2 separate regions of the Sus scrofa genome follow, and region 1 is linked to region 2. Evidence: chromatin contacts called from public HiChIP or PLAC-seq data. All regions are on one chromosome and are shown on one strand. The core of a region is the stretch at or near the end of the contact, and the rest is flanking DNA. Distances in the headings are between cores, read along the strand shown. Region 1 overlaps ASPRV1 (retroviral-like aspartic protease 1). Region 2 has its middle 8.1 kb from the start of TRNAG-CCC.

What was found. HiChIP or PLAC-seq counts read pairs in DNA pulled down with a chosen protein or histone mark.
Region 1: an H3K27ac HiChIP or PLAC-seq map of alveolar macrophages shows a contact between it and region 2. The contact joins two enhancer-like sites. A contact is called at or near these places in 1 of 5 promoter capture datasets (liver) and 1 of 2 datasets of contacts at active chromatin or transcription factors (alveolar macrophages).

Annotation. Positions count from the first base shown.
Region 1 is chr3:72,506,343-72,510,134 of Sscrofa11.1, reverse strand. The region is part of intron 9 of ASPRV1 (retroviral-like aspartic protease 1); the gene reads right to left. Among named protein-coding and RNA genes, the nearest start is that of MXD1, 37 kb to the left of the region's middle. Within about 2 kb of position 1,669, at least 11 of the 83 cell types and tissues checked have an H3K27ac peak or open chromatin away from gene starts, as enhancers often do. A contact at or near this core is called in alveolar macrophages, where this site is marked.
Region 2 is chr3:72,230,139-72,234,013 of Sscrofa11.1, reverse strand. No RefSeq gene overlaps it. Among named protein-coding and RNA genes, the nearest start is that of TRNAG-CCC, 8.1 kb to the left of the region's middle. Within about 2 kb of position 2,018, at least 24 of the 83 cell types and tissues checked have an H3K27ac peak or open chromatin away from gene starts, as enhancers often do. A contact at or near this core is called in alveolar macrophages, where this site is marked.

The DNA.
Region 1 (3,792 bases), core at 420-2,919, 280 kb before region 2:
TCAGCTTCTAGTGGCCGAGGGCCCCATTACGTTGGGAGAGAATGGAAGATCCCCTTTTAGGCAGATGGGAGGATGGGCTCTGCCTGGCTGGAGCTTCTGGGCGTCTCCCTCCCTGTGAGTGAAGGCAGTATTTCTGGGGAAGTCAGGCTCAGGACTTGGTGGGCAGCTGAGGCAAGAGCCAGCATAGGAGCAAAGAGTATGGTCCCAAGGCCAAGACACAGCTGGTATCCAGGGGACACAGGGGCTGGAGAGGTTCACTGAGGCCCTGGGGGAGGAAGAAGGAGGCATTTATAGGATGCTCTGGACCTCACCTGGGGCAGCGGTTGAGCCAGGGCAGTCAAGGCAGGGACCTCTATGTCAAGGGTCTGTCTACCTTCAAGGAAACCATGATCTGGGACAGAAGACAGCTGGAGGGCCAAGGGGATGGCCAGGTTGGGTCACACCTGTAGGCAGTCCCCAGGCCTGCACTGAGGCCAGTGAGATGGGAGACCCATATCTACCTGCTAGAAAATGCATTTAATTAAAACAGAATGTCTGACTGACTCTTTCCTTGCCTTGCTGATATTCCCATCGCCGAAGGTAGATGATGAGGTTGTCATAACGCTCTGGAGCAAATTCGGATCAACAAAGATGAGCAGGCTGGCCACATGCAAGCAAAGATTCTCAGGGGGAGGATCCTTCGGGGTGGGGGGGGCATGTCCCTTAGATGCCCTGGAAGGCGGTCCTGGCTGATAGTCAAGCATATAGATTCTAGTCAAATGAATCCCCAGACCAAAGCCCACTTCACCCTTTCCTCTCATTAGGTGACCTGGGGCTAATGTTTTGGGCCCTATTTTTCTGGTCTGAAAAGTAAGGATAATAATAGTCCTTATTTCCTGGGGCTCTTGGAGGGATTAAGGGAGAGAGTGTATGGAAAGAACCTAACCCAGTGCCGGACATTAAGGAAGCACTTAACACCTATGAGCATTTATGATTATTTCACAAGCAAGGAGAGAAGCTTGAGAAGTGTTGGGAACATCTCCTTGTTTTCAGAAAACAAAGTTCTGACATTCAGAAAGAAATCAGTTTGAGGTTAGTAGATGCAAACTATTACACTTAGAATCGATAAACAACAAGGTCCTACTGTACAGCACAGGGAATTCTTTCCAATCACTTGTGATGGACTATGATAGAAGATAATATGAGAAAAAGAATATATATATATGTGTGAGTATATATATATATATATACATAAAACTGTGTCACTTTGCTGTACAGCAGAAATTGACATAACATTGTAAATCAACTATATATATATTTTTTTAAATGTTTTTAAAAAGAAAGAAATCAGCCTGGAAGGGAAGATTACATTAGAAAGTAGGGAAGTGTTCAAATATGTCATTCTGACTCTGCTATTAGACAACAAATAGTGGGCAGGAAGTGGTTAAACTGAAAGGAGGAGCAGAGAAAGGGTGACTCAGGGACTGAAGGTGACTGACCATGGGGGGAGGGGCTGTTTTTCAGGGGGTCCCTCATCTGGGTGCTGCTCAGAAAGGCACAACAAGCCCTGGAGCCTCTCAGCCCTGCTGGGCAGCTCTCAATGAGAAAGCAGGCAGTACAGTACAGGCATGGCTCTGAGAGAGACCTTTGCTAAAATGCCTGCATTGTCAAGTACCACATCAAAGAGTGCAAGATCCTCAAGGCCCGGCATCTGCATGTATCTTTCCAACAGCAAATTCAGACCAACAGCAGCTACAGCTCTAGCCAGACAATCAAGGAAGACGACACACTTCAAGTTACACTTGAACTCTGAGCAACTACAGAGATTGTGACATTCTCCACAACTTTGCAGTTAAGAGCTTGGGTCAAAGCTGCCAGTGCAGTGCAGACCAGCACAGAGCATGAAACAGCATGGGGCCCAGAAGAGGCATCAGTGGAAAGAGACGATTAAGACAGAACTTGGGTGACACTGCTCTCTCTTCACCACACTTAGATTCTTTACTGTTGGGAAAAACCAACCTTTCAGAAGGTGTGTGTTTCCTCAGGGAAATGGTGAACCATGAGATTGATCATCTTTCTCTTTTTGCTTTGGCTGCCGGGAAACTCAGAACTAAATTCACATCTCCCCTTTAGTAATTATGGGAGACTCTGTGCTTTTTATATTGGTGTCCTAAACTCCTAGTCTTTTCTTTGTCTTTGATTTTTATTTTAAAATTCTCCTGGAGTTCCCTAGTTGGCCTAGCAGTTAATGGACCTAGCATTGTCACAGCTACGGTTCAGGTCACTACTGTGATGCAGGTTCAATCCCTGGATGGGAACTTCCGCATGCCACAGACACAGCCAAAAATAAAATAAAATTTCCCTACTTTAATATATGTAATTTTGGAAGTCACTTCAGGTCACCCTTACAGGGAACAAGGAGGATGGCCATACAGGAACACTGCCTGTGTATAATGAAAAATGTTCCGGTCTTTTCTTTTGCAAGCAGGGGGAAGTGCGGTTGACTAAGCAAGGGTGAGGTTATGAGAGTTAAGAGTGCAGTGAGGAGAGGGAAGGTGAGTGTGTTTTTCTTTAAGTAGTGGAAGTAAACTTGCCCAAGTTCAGCAGGGAGTCGCCTCAGGGCGGAAGGTAACCCCACCTCATCTACAGGAACAGGAGCTCCTCAGGGGTTTCCACAGAGGCCAGAGGCAGCGGCAGAATCAACCTGGGTCTGAGTCACCTGTCCCAAGAGGAAGGAACACCACCCTTTCTTTCCAACTCAAGAAAGTTCACTGGATTGCAAATAAATGAGAATAACGTTTTTACAGGACTAGCCTGGAATCTACTCTACCACATATTTTTAAAAAGTAAATCACCGGCACATTTTGGTATTTTATTAACAAATTACTCATGGCCCCACCATGGTTAAACTAGTGGAACTGGGTCGACCCTACAAGAGGTCAACCAGCGGTGTGAATGGGACAGTCTTCAACCCCAACCCAATCAACACACTACGGGAACTTGGAGTCAGGTGTGGCTGGCATGTTCTCCACACCTGAGGCACTGAGAGCAAGCTGGCACCTAGACGACCTGATAGAGTTAGGATCCAAGTGTTCTTGACAGGCTAAAGTGAGGGCATCTAGGACAGGTGCATTTTAAGAGATGGTGGATGCTCCAGTACTCGGCCATGAACACGCCTGTCACAGAGGGGCTGTTGCCAGGTGGGCTCAGTGCTGAGTCTCCAGGGTAAAGGGACTGCAGAGCCAGGTCCTCAGGTCAGAGGCCTGTAGGGCAAGGAAGGGCTCTGGGGAGGGGCTTGGGCATGGGGCCCAGTGAGGCTTCCTCCCTGGCTCTAGTCCCTTCACCTCATCCCAGGCTCTCCCCACACCCTCACCCACATCCTTTCTAAAGCAGACCTTAGATCCCAGCCTCCGCTGGCTCGGACCCTCCTGTAGGGGAACTCCACCCACTCAGCAGCACACCTGAGTCTGGTCAGTGGCAGGCCCCCACCTGATGTGGCCCTGACCCGCCTCCCTAAGCTCAGGTCCTAGTCCCCTGCCCTTTACTCACTCTGCTCCACCCAGAGTGGGCTGGGCTCTGCACTCCGTACTCCTGCCTGGAAGACTGTCCCTGTGGCCTCCCTTCCCTCAGGTCTCTGTGCAAACATCACCTTATCTACGAGGCCTCCTTGACCCCCTGCTTATAACTCTACATCCCCCATCACTCTCAATCCACTATCCCCCTTATGCTGATTCACTTCTTGTCACCACAGGACAAATCATCTTTTTGTTTGTTTGGTGCTAAAATGCATCTGTGCAAGAGCAGAGGCATGAT
Region 2 (3,875 bases), core at 769-3,268:
ACTAAAGTTTCCAAATTAAGGAGGGATCAGATAGAGAGAAAAGATAAATATTTCTATTCTGCTTTAAAAGTTATAATTTTGGAAGTTCCTGTCGTGCGGCAGTGGTTAATGAATCTGACTAGGAACCATGAAGTTGCAGGTTCGATCCCTGGCCTTGCTCAGTGGGTTAAGGATCCAGCGTTGCCATGAGCTGTAGTGTAGGTTGCAGAAGCGGCTTGAATCCTGTGTTGCTGTGGCTGTGGCTGTGGCGTAGGCCAGCAGCTACAGCTCCAATTCGACCCCTAGCCTGGGAACCTCCATATGATGGCAGGAGCGGCCATAGAAAAAGGCAAAAAGACCAAAAAAAAAAAAAAAAAGTTATAGTTTACATGAAATTGGCACAGCATTGTAAATCAACTATACTCTAAAAAAAACACAAAAGCAGTTACAATTTACCTAGTTGCTATAAGATATATTTAGCTTAAGGGGAAAGATTTCCTTAAAGCTGGAAAACAAAGATTAAAAGCCAATGATATTTCAGACAAAAAGCAAAAGACAAAAATTACAACTATATTCATCAGTTTACCCAGTCCTATGTAGCTTGTTAACCTTGATCATTTGTGAACAGTTTATGAAGCCATCTGCTTTTCCATTAGAATTCTTTAATTTGTTACCCAGATCAGTTGTATGATTTCAAGTTTGCAGAAACGTGTACTTGTCCAAAGGTCCTTTATGTGAATATTCTTGAAAATGAAGCACTCTTCAAAAGCATCAAAGTAGAACAATGGCTGTCTATAAATGACAAAAGACTTTAAAAGGCACAGTTAAAGATATAATTATGATGAAATTGACAAAGAAACTTGGAACTTGGTTTAATCAAATCCAGTTATTTTTCTTGCCGATGAATTTTTTTTTCTTTTTATGGCTGTACCTGTGGCATATGGAAATTCCTGGGCTAGGGGTTGAATCGAAGCCGCAGCTGCAGGCCTACACCACAGCCACTGCCACGACAACACTGGATCTGAGCCGCATCTGCGACCTATGCTGCAGCTTGTGGCAACACTGGATCCTTAACTCATTGAGTGGGACCAGGGATCAAACCAGCATCCTCAGAGACAGCACTGGGTCCTTAACCCACTGAGCCACAATGGGTGCTCCTTTTCTTACTGGTGAATTTTTTAACGGAGATAATATGATATTATTTGACTTCTGGTAAACCTAGGTACTTAAGCTTGACTCCAAAGACATATCTATATTCATTAAACAAAAAATTAATTTTAATATGAAATATTAATTTCATATTAAATATTTTCCAGGTCATGTGAGCCTGAAATTCATTTAAATTAGTTTTTTAAAAAATATTTCAGAGTATTTATATGGAGTTTAATTTTCTTTAAGCCACTTAAATAGAACTAATTTACAAATAATTTCGGTAAAACCATCCAACTATAAAGAAGTATCATATCTATAACATACACACAGCTATGTAGACAGACACAACCAGAGATCTAGTAGCTTCACTTTCGGATCTAATCATGAATCAGGTATTATAATATAAATTCACTAGTTTGTAAATAACACTTGGAGTAATTTAAGTTTACTTGAGTGAGTTTAAAAAGACCTCTTTCCCCTTTTTTTCCTCTCAGTCTCAGGAGCTGAGTATAGTCTAGATAAGAGTTCCCAAGAGCCCTGGTAGAACATTCACATCTCAAAGTACAGGGCAAGAAAAGCAAGTTCCTCCTAGAAGAACTTTTTCCCTTAGGGTCAGGATTTTGAAAAGATGTTTATCAAGCTGGCATTTTCTAACTGCATAACCAAAGCCAGTTTGGGAACATCAAAAGAGCCTCATCTTGGTCAATTTCAGGGCAGGACTTTCAGTTCCCAACTTAGTAAGAACTTGCAGGTATCAGTTCCTTGTGTCATAGATAAACCCAGCTTGGGTTCTCATAGATGTGGGTCTGCCAGGGAACTGTTCGGCCTTTGAGGAACACTTTCCCATTATTAATTCTGCAGCCTAAGTGAATTAGGATCTGAACAGCTTTCTGAGAACAGTGTGGTGGCCTGGATGTGTGCTTCTTCTGGGTCTAGTTCCCAAAGGGCTAACCTTGTGTTGGTTTAACTCTTTTACCTGTCTCAGTTTTTCCCTCTGGCAGTCTAGAACTTCCTTGGGTGCTGAGAGCACTAGTTGATCAGTCTTTACATCCTGAATTCACTGAGCAGAATTTACTTAACGGTTTTATTGGGATTCCCTGTGAGACTGCGGCCTGTTGCAAGGATTAATCCGCAGCCATTTCCACTAGTCTCAGTCGCCTGAGGACACCTTGTGGTCGGAAGGAGCAAATGTCCCTTTTCTTCCAAGTGGAATAATTTAGTCTCTCATTTCACCAGCAGTTTGTTCAGACATATACCTACTTGTTTTTCAGTTAAGCCAAATTTAACAAAAACCTGGCCATCTATGTTTCCTTGAGCCTCCCACCCAGATCCCCCTAATTCTCTGCCTAGGAAATGTACTCCAGGTCTTCAGTGAAAACAACTTGAATAAAACTTTTGGGATCATCACTTTAAAAGATAAGTTCTAGATATCAGAAGAACTCACTGGAACACCTGAGGAGTACTGAGAAGTCAGTGGAACTCAAAGGGGCCTGTGCTGGTGCTAACAGAAGTTTAGGGTAGATTCCAGGTAGCCTCTGGTGGGAATCTCTGATATCCTTCAGGCTATGATATGCAAATGTTGATAAAAATTAATTAATTGTCACTCTAAGACGGAAACAGAGAATTTTGTTTGAGCCAACCTGAGGATGATGACCCAGGAGACAGTCTTTCAGAAAGCTCTGAGGGCTGTTCTGCCCACTATAAGTTAAAGAACATTTATATACATTTTGGTGACAGAAGGTTATGCATAAAATGATGTATGGACAGTCTACATAGTTTAGATTTGCATGTATCAGGGGAGAAGTGGGTCATAATGACCCCTCAGAAGATTAAAAATAAATAGCTTGTCCTAAGAAGTTACCTTGCTGGTGCCAGGAGGAAATTGTTTTTATGGTTGAGCAGGCATTCCTAGGTCTTTGAAGGAGATCTGGTTAATGTATCATATAGATGCACAGTGGAAGAGGTGTAGAGCCCAAACAGAGAGAAAATTTTATGTTTAAAAATTTTCTTGTCCTGCCTTAAAAATAATATTGTTCCATCAGTATAAATGGAATCTTACAATATGTGGTCCTTTGTGACTGGCTTATTTCACTTAGCATTATGCTTTTATGGTTCATATATGTTATGGCATGTATCAATATATATATATATTTTTTTGTCTTTTTTGTTGTTGTTGTTGCTGCTATTTCTTGGGCCGCTCCCATGGCATATGGAGGTTCCCAGGCTAGGGGTCCAATCGGAGCTGTAGCCACCGGCCTACACCAGAGCCACAGCAACGCAGGATCCGAGCCACGTCTGCAACCTACACCACAGCTCACGGCAACGCCGGATCGTTAACCCACTGAGCAAGGGCAGGGACCGAACCCGCAACCTCATGGTTCCTAGTCGGATTCGTTAACCACTGCGCCACGACGGGAACTCCTCAATATTTTATTATTTTTTTCCAAATAAAATTCCTTCTTATGGATACAGCAAAAGTACTTTCTAAGATTTAAAAAGTATTTTAAAACTTTATTATTTTCATTTTTTTTTTTTTTTAAGTGCCAAACCTGGGTCATATGGAAGTTTCCAGGCTAGGGGTTGAATCAGACCTGTGGCTGCTGGTCTATGCCACGACCTCAGCAACTCCAGATCCAGGCCACTCTATGCAACAGCTTGCAGCAACACTTAACCCGTTGAGCAAGGCCAGGAATCAAACCCACATCCTCATGAATACTAGTTGGGTTCTTAAGCCACTGAGCCAC